2 separate regions of the Rattus norvegicus genome follow, and region 2 is linked to region 1. The links are chromatin contacts, called in public Hi-C maps. All regions are on one chromosome and are shown on one strand. The core of a region is the stretch at or near the end of the contact, and the rest is flanking DNA. Distances in the headings are between cores, read along the strand shown. Region 1 overlaps Zfp704 (zinc finger protein 704). Region 2 has its middle 130 kb from the start of Zbtb10.

Evidence for each region. A called contact is a pair of places that touch in the nucleus more often than the background predicts.
Region 2: a contact with region 1 is called in a Hi-C map of frontal cortex, with 4 times the contacts expected there. The contact joins two enhancer-like sites. A contact is called at or near these places in 10 of 12 Hi-C or Micro-C datasets (the A7r5 cell line, the Rat2 cell line, frontal cortex and 6 more) and 1 of 1 datasets of contacts at active chromatin or transcription factors (oligodendrocytes).

What each region holds. Positions count from the first base shown.
Region 1 is chr2:94,233,744-94,240,401 of GRCr8, reverse strand. The region is part of intron 4 of Zfp704 (zinc finger protein 704); the gene reads right to left. Among named protein-coding and RNA genes, the nearest start is that of Zfp704, 160 kb to the right of the region's middle. Within about 2 kb of position 3,776, at least 35 of the 93 cell types and tissues checked have an H3K27ac peak or open chromatin away from gene starts, as enhancers often do.
Region 2 is chr2:94,286,759-94,293,416 of GRCr8, reverse strand. No RefSeq gene overlaps it. Among named protein-coding and RNA genes, the nearest start is that of Zbtb10, 130 kb to the left of the region's middle. Within about 2 kb of position 4,281, at least 9 of the 93 cell types and tissues checked have an H3K27ac peak or open chromatin away from gene starts, as enhancers often do.

The DNA of each region.
Region 1 (6,658 bases), core at 2,527-5,026:
CCACATACAAAGACACACCACACATATCATACACACACATACCACAAACATATACACCATACACAAACATACATACTATATATACATACCATACATACACCACACACATGCACACCACATACACAATATACACCATACACACACACACCCCAAAGACACATACCATACATACTTATACCACAGATACACACACACATATATCATACACATACCACACACACACAAACACATATATCATACACACACATACCACACACATACACACACACTGAACTGCACATGCTGTCATGTCACCCAATGCCAACACCTTTGAACACCTGCACCCAGATTTGAAGACTAGTATATGTTATAAATTGCAGTGTTTTACAGTACATAGAAAGTTTCCTACTCTCATAGAAGCATACATGGCTTAATTATGTAAAACAAATTTTCCTATTCTCATTCCTTAGCATGTAAGTATCAAATTACTGTCTTTTGATTATACCATATCAAAGCATTTGCCTACTGCGGCTCTCGGGCCTTATCAGCTGATGGAAACTAACAGAGAAACCGAGAGTGGGTCAAAGTGTCTGTGTCGCTGTGCCCAGGCAAAAGTCAGGCATCTATATTACGCCCCTCCCACAGGACACTCAGGAACCAGCTCTGAGGTGGGATAGGGAATGTGTGGGAGCCAGAGGCTGGGGAGGACCAGGCTAAACACTGTCTACTGGACACGGTAACACTGTTGCACTCATGAAGTTATAGCTGTGAGAGGTTGCCGTCTAATGTGCACAAAATCAGGCCAGCCAACATTGCAACATAAATGGTTTGTACCTGTAGCAGAGAAGCTCCTGACAGCTGCAGCCTGCTGGAGAAGGGGGAAGTCTGTTTGCTTCTGGGTGGTGCAACCACACTAGCGCAGACGGCCACACACCCATGCAAACTTGGGCAATGTTAATGAGACTCACTGGATTATAAAAAAAAGAAGACTTCTGCAGACAAGCCTTCACACATAAGCTTTTTGGAAAAGGCTGTGTGTAGAGGGGGTGAGAGCTTCGTACTGTTACAAACATGCTAAGAGAGATATGTCATAACAATCTTTAGGTCAGTAATGGGGTTGGTTAAATTAATCCCTGTGGCAGTTAAGAGTGAACATGTCCCCCAAAGGTTCAGGTGTTTGAATACTTGGTTCCTCAGTTGATAGAGCTGTTAGGATAGGCTTAGGCGGTGTGGTAGTTTAAATATGTCTGGCCCATGGGAAGTGGCATTATTAGGAGGTATGACCTTTTTGGAGGAAGTGCATCACCATGGGGGTGGGCTTTGAAGCTCTGCCCAGTGCCAAAAGACTTGGTCTTCTCCTAACTGCCTTCTGATCAAGCTGTAGAACTCTCAGCTCCTCCTGTACCATGTCTGCCTGGACGCTGCCATGTTCCCACTTTGATGATAATGGACTGAACCTCTGAACCTGTAAGCCTGCCCCAATTAAATGTTGTCCTTATAAGAGTTGCCTTGTCAGTAGGAGAGAATGCGCTTAATCCTGTAGAGACTTGATGCCTCAGAGAGGAGGAATACGGGGGGTGGAGGGGCATCCTCTTGTAGGTGAAGGGGAGGGATGTTGGGAGGAAAGAACTCTGGGAGGGGGCTCTGGGAAGGGGCAACATTTGGGATAAATATAAATAAAATAAATCATCATCATCACTACCACCATCATCATCAAACAAACAAACAAAACAACTAGAGTTGCCTTGGTCATGGTGTCTGTTCACAGCAGTAAAACCCTAAGAAAGGAGGTATGGCCCCAATGGAGGAAGTATGTCACTGGGGGAGGGGGGGTGAGTCTTTAAAGCCTGATGCCATTCTAATTCTCTATTTTAGGCTGTGGTTGAAAATGTGAGCTTGCAGCTTCTTGCCCCTGCCTTTGTTTCACAATCATGGACCCAACTCTCTGGAACCATGGGCCCAGATCAACTCTGCAGTAAGCTGCCTTAGTCATGGCGTTTTATCACAGCGAGGGAAAAGCAGCTCACATCATCCCATATATACCGAGTATGCTAAAATGTAGCTGATACCATCCACATACACTGAACATACTAGAAATGAAGCTCTAATTTATTTTCCATTCTTTAATTTCTTTTTGAAAATAATGTATTCTTCTTTACCCATGCAGGCTTGCTTGTCTGTGTGCACTCTGGCTGTGCAGGTGCCCAATCAAGCCAGAAGAATGCACTGGACCTCCTGCAGCCGTGCACTCCGACTCTGGTGCTTAGAGCAGAGCCCAGATCTCTGCAGGAGCGTAACTGCGGAGTCACCTCTCTAGCCCGCCCAGTACTTTCTTTTTTTCACATTAACTTTATTTTATGGGACTGCGCAGGTGATCTCATTTATGGGACTGCGCAGGTGATCTCATCAGCTCCCTGAGCGCCCACAGTCTGAGAGAATTCCTGATCTGCCCTGTTTGACTTTGTGGTCCATTCGTCCGTCTTCTACCTTGCTCAGTGCCCACGTGAGGCTGAGTGGAGAATCAATGGCTTCCTACTTATGGGTTTCTGGTAGGTGTGGCCAATGGGAGGCAATGGTAGGATTTGGAAGGCTGGAGAAAACCCTGACACCCATAGTCCCTTCTGGCCACACCTGTGCGTGGCTATCATTTTCTTCTAGCTCTGGCTTTCCCAGGTCCTGGGTGTCCCTCTGGTGTGTGCTTCCTCATGCTGTGGTGATAGTGGGGGGGGGGGCTTGCCGGATCATTAGATCCTGGGTTCTCCCACCATGCCTGCTCACTCCCCTTGTAAGACTAGACTGAGTATACCATGGCCCTCTCCCAGAACTTAAACAATTAAAAAGAAATACAGGTCATCAAAAAACATGAATAATATTTTTTTTGTGGGAGAGAGGAAATAATGTGATGTTTTTAGTTTTTGTAAGTTTTTTAAATACTAAAAGTTTATAAACTAACAGCAAATGCTGGGCCTTTAATCCCAGCACTCAAGAGGTCAGCCTGGTCTACATAGTGAACCCAGGACAGCTAGGGCTATGTAGAGAGATCTTGTCACAAACAAACAAACAAACAAACAAACAAACAAACAAACAAAACCCAACCAATCAAAAAACTGGGGAAAATTATATTTTACGTTAATTCCTAAATTTAAAAAAAATATCCTATTTGTAGTTTCTCTTGCTGGCATGTTTCTTGGTTTTCCCTGATGCCGAGGCTTGAACTTAGGGCCCCGAGTGTGCTTGGTAAAAACAGTCTACATTGAGATTCATAGCTACCTATTTTTAACTTTTAAAAATTATGCCTTGTCTGGGCAACCTGGCACACTCCTTACTCCCAGGACTCCGAAGGCAGAGGTATGTGAGTCTCTGAGTTTACAGCCAAGCTGGTGCACACAGGGAGTTCCAGGCCGGGCAGGACTCCATAGTGAGATCCTGCCAGCAAAACCAAAGCAAACTCGACCTGGCTCGACTGATGCAGCTTACCTAAATTTGGAGAAAAGCGAGCATGATAGCACGGTCTCGGCTTCAACCGGCTTGAGCAGCTTCGCTCTGTGCAAGCCAAGGGGACACGTCCCTCAAGGCCACAGCCACTTAATGGTAGTTTAATTCTTTTCAGTACATCCAGCTGAAATCAGCCCTCTGTCCGCAAACAGACTACTTGCTTCTCTGCCAGAGCCTAGCGAGCCACAGGAGGAGGAAAAAATAGCTAAATAAACAACACCCAAATTGCTGCATGGTCCAACTGTGTGAGGAAGCCAAACCAAGCGAAGCTCCTGGCCAAGTCACGGCGGCCAAGTGTGAACGGCCCATCTGTGCTCAGCTCTGGCCCCTCCTTAGAGCTCCGACAGATGTGCTGCCCGCAAAGGCATGGGCGACAGCTGAAAATTCACCCCCAGCCGAAAGCGCCTCTGTGGAGCATCAAAGTCCCGTCAGCTGACCTGAAGTCTCACAGACACACAGGCCTCTTCACATGGAGCAGGAGGACAGAGGAGGGGGAGGAGGCCCTGTTAGTGAGAGCCCCACCTTCCTGCCTCAGCTAATATTACAACACCAACAGGAGAGCCAGGCACTCCAGACCACTGAAAACTCGGAATTTTAAAACTGTCCACGTGAGGTACGTAGATGTTTCCTGACGAGCTCTTCGAGTATCAGCTTGGTGCTGTGGGTTGAAGAAAAGTTCTGGAGATTCTTTACCCGTGCAGCTTGAAGACTAAGCGCCCTGGGCAAATGGTGACGCCCTTTGACCTCAGTTCTCAATCTTTTACCTCTCCCCTCCCCCCCTCTCTCTGAGTTAGGACTTTGCTGTGTAGCCCAGGCTGGCCTTGAACTTGAGACAGTCCTGCCTCAGTCTACTGAATCCTGGAACCACAGGCCCATACGGAGACTCCCGACTCACAATCCTGTTTTTCACCCCCAAGACGGGGTCTCACTGTGCAGCTCTGCCTATCCTTAAAGTCACCGTGCAGACCGGGATCTCACAAAGGTCTGTCCGCCTGTGTGCCCCCTCCCCAGCCTGGGCTGGGATTAAAGGCTTGAGTACCACACCATACCACAGTCCTCTTTGAAATGGCTTCATTCTTGGGATACACGGAGTGCCTTCCATCTTCCCGATGAAGCCCAGATGCTCGAGACCAGCAGGAGGGCTGGTTCCAGGTGGAGGGGCACGGCTTGACTTTGAACGATGATATGACATGCTTAGGGGTCACCCTGAGTTAACAGTCTAGAAGTCATAGGAGCACCACTGGAGCATGGCAGCCTAGTGTTGGAGTGATGGTTCTGTACACTGTGTGAAGATGTCTCCCTGTCCTCCCTATGGCACCTTCTGATTGGCTAAAATGGAAAGCCTGTGGCCTACAGCAAAAGGCAGAAGAGTAAGGTGGGTCTTCCAGATAGAGAGAGGACTCTGGGAGAGGAGGCATGGGAGATTCCCTACCTAGACTTGGAGGAAGTCAGACGTATGAAACTGAGGAGAGGTAACCAGCCATGTGGCAGACACAGAATCGTATAGCTGAATTAATATAAGCTAAGAGTTAGTTGGAAAGCAAGCCAAGGCCAAAACCATTGTAAATCAATATAAGCCTCCACGGGGCAGACATAGAAAGGCCCATGTTACAGCCTGGGGTGTCATATTGGTCTTTGTGTTTTTGTTTTGTTTTTTTTTTGATGTATGATTATTCCATATGGTGATTGTGAGGTATATACAAGTGTGTGTGTGTGTGTGTGTGTGTGTGTGTGTGTGTGTGTGTACTGTGGTGGGGGAAAACACTTTGTATCTGAATTCCTCAACTGTGGACCAGGCCCCTGTGCACAGGCGGGCGGCCAGTCAAGTGCCCGTTAGCATGCGTCCCTCTTGTCTTGGTGTCTCTGGTCAGCAGGTTCACCAAGATGCTTATCAAGGGACAAAAGCTAAAGAAACAGCTACCTTACAGAGCCTCCAGCTATACTCTTAGTTGAGAAAGCACCTTTATACACATGATCTTGTTTATGGGCTCCATTTGCCCCTTTATTTGTAAAACGAACAGAGTAAATGAAATTGTTAGGTGTACAATGTAAGTGTGAAGTGAATGAACGCGACTATGCCAAGCACTGACTAGGTAACGCCTCCCACACGCGTGGCTTGTCGCCGGGGGAGTGCTGAGTAAATGAAAAGGATGTGGCTCCGTTGGACAGGCTTGCTAGCCGGTCCCAAGGGCCTTGGGCTCCACCCCCAGCACTGTATATACACATAGGACACTTGGGAGGCAGATGAAGTCAATCAAGGCCATCCTTGGCTACACGGTGAGTTCAAGGCTAGCTTGGTCCTAAGATGAGGCTGTCTTAAAAACAAAGAACAACCAAGATCTCCATGTGCAGTGCACACAGGATGTACTGTCCCGTGGCTTCATTCCCCACAGCGCCATGATCTTGCATTAGCTCACTGCTCTGTGGGTTGGTGCCTCTCCTCCTTTTGGTAGTGTGGTGTTCTGCTATGCAGATCCGCCACACTCCCCTTTCTCTTGTGCCTGCTGGCGCACACTTGCGCTGTTTCCAGTTCGGGTTGATAATGACCAAAGCTGCGATGAGCATTTGTCTGAGTCGTTTTGTGGACATGCACTTCCTTTTCTCTTAGGTAAATACATATGCAACAGTAGAGTTGCTGGGTCGTACGGCTAGCATATATTTAACTTTGTAAGAAACTGCCAAACTACTTTCAAAGCAGTCATACCGTTTGCATTTCCACTGGCAGCCAGTGAGCACTCCTGTTGCCAGGACTTGGCACCTTGTACACGGACACTGCATCCGTCCACTTCCCCTTGGTCCTACCGTGGCCAGCACTGCAGTGACAGGAATTTACTGGTGGTGGCCTGCCCAGGTTAGAGGTAAGCCTGCAGCCTGAGGGCTCCTGAGCTAAGGGGAATCCCTAGTCGTTTATTTTCTTACTCCACGGATTCTAGAGGTAGGTTTCGTCCTGCTCACTCCAGGTGAGCCTGGATGGTTCTGGAATGCGGAATGGTCAGGATGTCTGTAGATGGTGCTGAGCCCCAGCACCCTCAGCCTAGAGACCACATGGCTGGGCCACCCAGCACCCCGGGAGCCTGGCTCCTGTCTGTGCTTGTTCTGTCCTGGGCTAACTGCTTGTTGCTCTTCCTGATGATGTGTCATCCCAGTGAAAACACATACGGTTGAAAAGATGGAAAAGCTATAA
Region 2 (6,658 bases), core at 3,032-5,531, 53 kb before region 1:
TATAAATGATTGGCATGTCAGGGAAGCCAGGAGACAGAGGTCTCCTCGGAGTGCAGAGGGGTTCGTACAGGTCCAGCACTTTCATACCACATGCCTCTAGTGGCTTCCCTTCATAAAAACATGGGTAGCGTTTGGCCATGAGTTATCTGGCTGTGGCACCTGTCGCCTCACTGATCACAGGGTTGATATGGTTGGTAGGCAGGGGTCCAACCCTTCCCTCATTGATCCATGTTCACCTTTTCTGAAGCTGTGTGCTTGACAGCCCAGGTCTGCTCTTCCATCACAGGAGAAGGATTAGCTGTGCTCGACCTCCGTGCTGCTTAGTTATTGTTGACTAACCTGGGAAAAGGGAGCCTCAGCTGAGAAACTCTCTCCATCAGCATAGCCTGTGGTCATGTCTGCGAAGCATTTTTATCATTTCTATTGATACAGGAGGGCTCAGCCCACTGTGGGTGGTACCATCCCTAGGCAGGAGGGCCTGGCTGAATTAAGAAATTTAGCTGAGTAAGTCCAGGAAGGCAAGCCAGTAATAAGCATTCCTTTGTGGTTTTTGCTTCCGTTCCTGCCTCCAGGCATCTGCCTTGATTCTTGGCCTCCCTTGTGATTGACTATAGACTGTAGACTGAAATACTCTCCCCATCTATTCAGTGTTTTATATCGTCAGCAGAAAACCAAACAATAATCTGCAAACAAGCTCTCAACTGTGGATCAATATAGTTGAAATTGCACATAAAAGTCCTATGCAAAAATTGCTGTATTTTTTTTTACATTAAACCCTTTGGCTAAGCTTTTATAGCCTTGATTTGAGAAATCCTTTTGGTTCCGCAAAGATGCATGCATTTTATCACTTAGAAAGTTCTGGAGCCTGGACAGTGATTCAACCAATCAAACTCTCTTTGAGTCTCTGGATAGTTTCCACTGTGGGCTGTTACCGTTTCCTGCTGCAGGAAGGCAGTTCCTTACACTAGAACTAGATCACAGAAAACCTGCAATAGCCGCTTCCTCCAGGTAGCCATGTGTCGGCTGAATTCCCCAGCATCCTCTGCTTTCCCGCCTCTGAGCCTTCCCCTTTGTTTTCCTCACCGGTGCTAGTGTCTTGAAACTCAGCCCAGCACAATCATTGGTGTTTAAGCTGGCAATTGGGGATGTACTGTCTCATTGTCAAGATGGATGTCTCTGGCTCTGGAGAAACAGCTGGACTAGAGCACAGTTGCTTCTCCGCGGCAGGCAGCTCGTGGTGAGTAGGCCCTGTGGAGGGGCGTCAGGACCTTGAGCAGGAGCCTTAACAGTGCCATGGCATAAAATAGTGGGACCCACTAGTTAATTCTAGGGGTTAATACGCAATTTCTCAGAAGTGGGAGTCAAGGGTTTTTTCTGTTTTGTTTTGCTTTTTGAGTTCTAGGCCTGTGGTTGGTTAGATATTATCATTAGAAGGATGCTCTCGGCCTGAACAAACAACGATGAGCGATTATCTGGGCCTGCGAAGCAGATGTGTTTACAGGAGATTGGAGGCAAACTGTGTTTAGACTCTGACAATTACCCAATTGTCATGCTCTGGAGTTGGGGATAGAAACTGTGCGAAAGCTTGTGAAAATGACCGGGATAACAAGGCAGGCAACGCACAGGGGTTGGGCAGTGAGAAAGGAGTTGGCTACGTAGATCTCATGGGTACTGGCTGTAAGGCGCACCAGGGATATGCCAGGAAAAGGAGAACAAAATATGTTTCTTTCTTAAAGAAAACAAATGAGAAGACCTTGGGTTATTATACTAGACTGCTTTCCTGGAAGCCTGATAGAAATAGATGTGAGCTGTGTTGCCAGGCAACAGGGCTTATGGGGAGAATGATTGACCAGCTTCATAGGAACTGAGGGGACCATGGAGGAAGATAACTGATGTGATATGCCTTGAGCTTCCGAGGTGAGATCCTAGTGGCACGAGGAGCCCGGGGGTTTTCTGAGTCTCCTGATGCTTCAATCCTCACTCTTGACCCTTGACTTGGCTCTGAAAATGAGTCCTTGGTCCCTGGGACTCTTTCTTCCATTTTCTCTACATTGTCCAGGGGAGCCGTCACTGGGCCAGGCTTCTTGGATTGTGAAAGATCTTTCTAGCTAAGCTTAAGCCTGTTAAGAGTAGACGCTGTAAGATGAATTTATCTATCATGGGCAAGAGACCAAGTAAACCAACAAAACCTCAGGGATTTCTTTGTACTTGTTAAAGACGATATTCTGGTGTGGTGTGATAACCTCACCATAAGCCAACGTGCGCCCTTAGCATCCAGGAGAGCCAGTGACTGATGGTGTGTTATGTTTAGTCAAGAACTGTTGGGAAGCTGATATCAGTAAATACTCAATGACCTTATTCCAAGCACTGTGTGTGTTAGCTGGACAGACACACATCCTCCCATCCCTTCCCTCAGGCAATCTACATATGACTTGACAGAAACCCTTTAGGACTTTGTCATTTTGTACAGAAGGGAAACAGGGAATGCAGTTACTCTTAGAGTGGCAGAAGTATAAACCTTCTGTCAGGGGCCACTGTATATAAAGTGTACATTTGTTCCTCCACAAGCTCATGCCCCAATGCTCCAATCAGCTCATCTCCTGCCTCCTCTGTAATTATCATCACCATCACTTCCGTTATCATCGTGCCAATACCATCATAGGTCATCTCCATCACTGTCATCATAGGTCATCTCCATCAATGTCATCATAGGTCATCTCCATCAATGTCATCATAGGTCATCTCCATCAATGTCATCATAGGTCACATTATTTTCTGGGAACTGTCATAAACATTTTATTTGGATAGTCTTATCAAATTATCAAAATTGTCCCCATTTTACAGATGCAAATGCCAGGTTTGTACCAAGAGGATTCAAATCTTGGTGTCTGACTCCAGCATGCATTCTCTGCACTTTCTGCTCCTTCCTGCCATCGTTCTGGTGACTTCTGGGTGGAATGTGAGGTGTCCTGTGGGTTTTTATATGCCTGGGCCATAAAAAGTTACTCAACTGTGTCTTGTATCTGTCTGGACATAAGATGAATTCTTCAAATCTCTCATGTATACTGTGGACTTAGGTCAGATGTTGTAAAAAAAATATGAGTCTCACTTAGACATGGAATATATAGAAGTTACAAAATGTTCCTCCCTGCACAGGACTTTAAAGATGCACGTTAATAAACAGAGTACTAGATCAAAGTTTAGAAATTAATATCTACCAATTCCAGTTAAAACTCTGTTAATGGGACTTTTTTTTTAACTTCAGTGAATTTTACTCAATTCTTTTGGAAAAATCTTAGAAATTTTATTTTGAACTTTGTGTCTTGAAAGAGAATGTTCTGCAGAGTTTTGAAAACACTGCATTTTATGGAGCACGGGAAAGCAGAAGGCTTCTTAGGCTGCCCAGCCTTGCTTGGAGTTGTGCCAAGATTCCAGAGAAGCTTATTTTTGGTCTTGGGATTGTCACTGGTCCTCTGCAACCGACTCTGTCCTCTGGCTGGCTCCCAGGGTGCCGCCCATTGCTTATCTGTTTCAGCAGTCACCTGTGTGGGCCACACGGCTTGGCTCTTCTATCCCCTCAGCTAAGGGAATGGCATGGGGCAGGAGAATGAGCTTTTCTTTGTGTCTCTGTCCCACCTTCAATACAAGGCAGGGTGCTTAAGCAGGCAGGCCATGTGCTATTCTGTCCCAGGGGACATTCTTGGGAGCAAGGCAGGGACTTTTAATTATTTCAGGGCAGCTGGCAGAGTGACAGTGTCAGCAGGCTGAGCTGAAGGTCAAGCAGTGAGACTTTTACTGGAAGTTAGAAGGGAAACAGTAGACCGAAACTTTTAAAAAACTTGATTTGTATGTATGTGCGTGTGCTCACACACACAACACACACGTGCACACACACACACACACACACACACATTCATGTATATTTTCAGATGTATGTGTGGAAGACCTCGGGTATTACCCACCCTCCCACTCCCCTGTACTGAGACAAGCCTGGCTAGGTAGCTTTGTCTGACCTGGAGCTCACTACGTAGATCACTCTAGATTGGAGCTTATAGAGATCTATCTGCTTCTGCCTCCCAAGTCTGGGATTAAAGGTGTGTGTACTCATGCCTGGCCATTTTTAAAATAAATCTTTTTCTCCCTTTGTCTAAACGTTTACTTTGCAAACCATAGCATTAGGATATGTTCTGGACCATTCCCTCAAGCCATGGGGCGGAGCTGGGAGATGTGCACAGCCATTTCGGGTTTTGTTATTTTTTTGAGATAAGGTCTCACTGGCCTGGAACTGTTGGCTGGGCTGAGCTGGCTGAGCAGTGAGTACAGGAATCCTCCTGTCTCCACCCTGTGATTACAAGTGTGTGCTGCCACGCTTGGATTTTGCTCACATGAGCTCTAGTGGTGAAATTCCGACCCTCATGCTTGCAGGGCGAGCACTTTACCAAGTGGGCTGGCGCTCCAGCTCCTGTCACTGCCCTTCACCGCCTCTCAGTGCTCTGCTCTGGGGGCTCTCCCTGTCGCTGTGCTCGGGGCTGTGGTGGAGATACAGGGTTGCCGGGAAAGACCTATTGTTCCATACTGCCCAGTAGAGTAGCCACTAGCTATGTGTGATAAAAATGATTCAAGTTGAAATTTCAATTTCTCAGTCATTTCAGCCACATTTCAAGTACTCAGTACCCAGGCCAGTGGCCACTGTACTGGCCGGAACAGGTGGAGAGTGCTTCAGCTCGGTGGAAAGTTCTACAGGATGGCATTATAACCTCTTCAAATCTCCCTGCTTCCTCCCTAGTCTGTCTCTCTCTCTCTCTCTCTCTCTCTCTCTCTCTCTCTCTCTCTCTCTCCACACACACACACACATGCACACACACAGCATACACGCACACAGAGACACACATGCACACACACAGACCACATACACACCATAAACTCACATGGGCACACACACAGTCCAAATTCCACTAGTTTACCATGCAGAAAACCTAGCTTTTCAGACAGTACCCAAAGGTCTCCATTCTTTCCACAGAGAACTGTAAACGTTCTCTGTTGTTTCCTAAAAACCAAAAGCCCATCTTCCTTGAAGAGTGTTCTCTCACTCCTCGAAGACACAGGATCCAAAGTCTGCTCGAGCTCCTCTAAAATCATGATACTAATTTTCTAATGTGGCCTATGGAAGCAGTTTTATGACCTCAACACCATGTGGCAGATAACGAAGTACAAGAAGTTCTGAGCCAGTCCTTGTTTATTTGGCTATAAAAAGCAAAGGGAAGAAAATTTAAAAAGAGCTACAGCTCAGCCTTGGGCATAACATCAACTTTAAAATAGAAAGCATTTGACTCGGACTGAGGAACAGTCTGTCTGCTCCATGTAGAATACTCTGCCAGACGACCTCCACACAAGCGAGCAGAGGCATGTGGGCCAGATGTGTGGCTCCTTCACTCAAAATATAAATTACCTACATGGCTGGGAAGATGGTTCCACACTTAAGAGCGCTTGCAGCTCTTATGGAGCACCTAGGTTCTGTTCCTAGCGCCCACATGGCCACTCACAACCATCTGCAACTCCAGTTCCAGGGGTTCTGATGTCTTCTTCTGGTCTCCCTAGGCTCCAGACTGGGTATACAGACATACATGCAGGCAAAACATCCATCTACATAAAATACAGTCATAAAAACAAGAACCCCCTTCAGGTATGATTAGAAAGAAAGAATTGCATGCTAAGATCCAAGGCTCTTGTTGCACACAGCTTTGTGTTGTGAAGTATGCTAAAAACTTAGATGTATGCACGTGGATGCTGATAAATGCTTGCCCTTAAGAAGATGTTGTTTTGCCCAAATAATGATGAGTTCTGTGTTCTGGTTGAACTGTAGAAATCCTGTGACTGAAATCTGTCCTCTCAGACATTTATTCCTGGGGTTTTCTCAAGAACAAAAACCTAAAAACAAACAAGAGGAAAGAAACTTCTGCTGCTCCTACCTGATAAGAAGCTTCTGGAGATGTTTCTCTCCTTTCCTAGCCCTACCCCTGCCCTGCGCCAGAGCCCATGTGACTAGAGTGGTTGACTCTCGTTTCACAGTCTGAATGAATGCATTTAACAACTTCCAAGCACATTTTGATGTATTTGTCCTTCTGGTCTTTGCTCTGAACACTTGTTGGAATTTGTTCCTTTTGGGTCTGTAGTAAGACAGCATGTGTATCAATTCCTTTTCCTGTTGTTATAGGAAAAGACAACCTGACAAGAGCAACTTAAGGGGAGAAGGTTATATCTTGGTTCACAGTTCAAGGGCACAGCCCATCCTTGTGGGGAAGTAATGGTGGCATGAGAGGAGCACAGCAAGGTTTCTCTAAGAGACAGGAAGCATGAGCTGACAAGGAGAGAAGTTTAGGTGGAAGGGAGCAGAGGAAAAGGACTAAGAGAAGCGGGAGGTGCTCGCTGGAATCAGGGCAGAAGTGTTGACAGGAGACAGGTTGTGCATGAGGACTGGAGGCCAGCAGCTAGAGAAAGGGGAGTCTCATCATCAGGCATAGCATGTGGACCGGACCTACCGAAGCCAGTCTCAGCAGGATTTGGGGTCTTAATCTAAACACGAAGGGAATTTGCTGACAGGCACAAAGCAGACTTGTGCTCTTGAGGGCTCAGCCGTCTCTGCATGAAGAGTGCATGG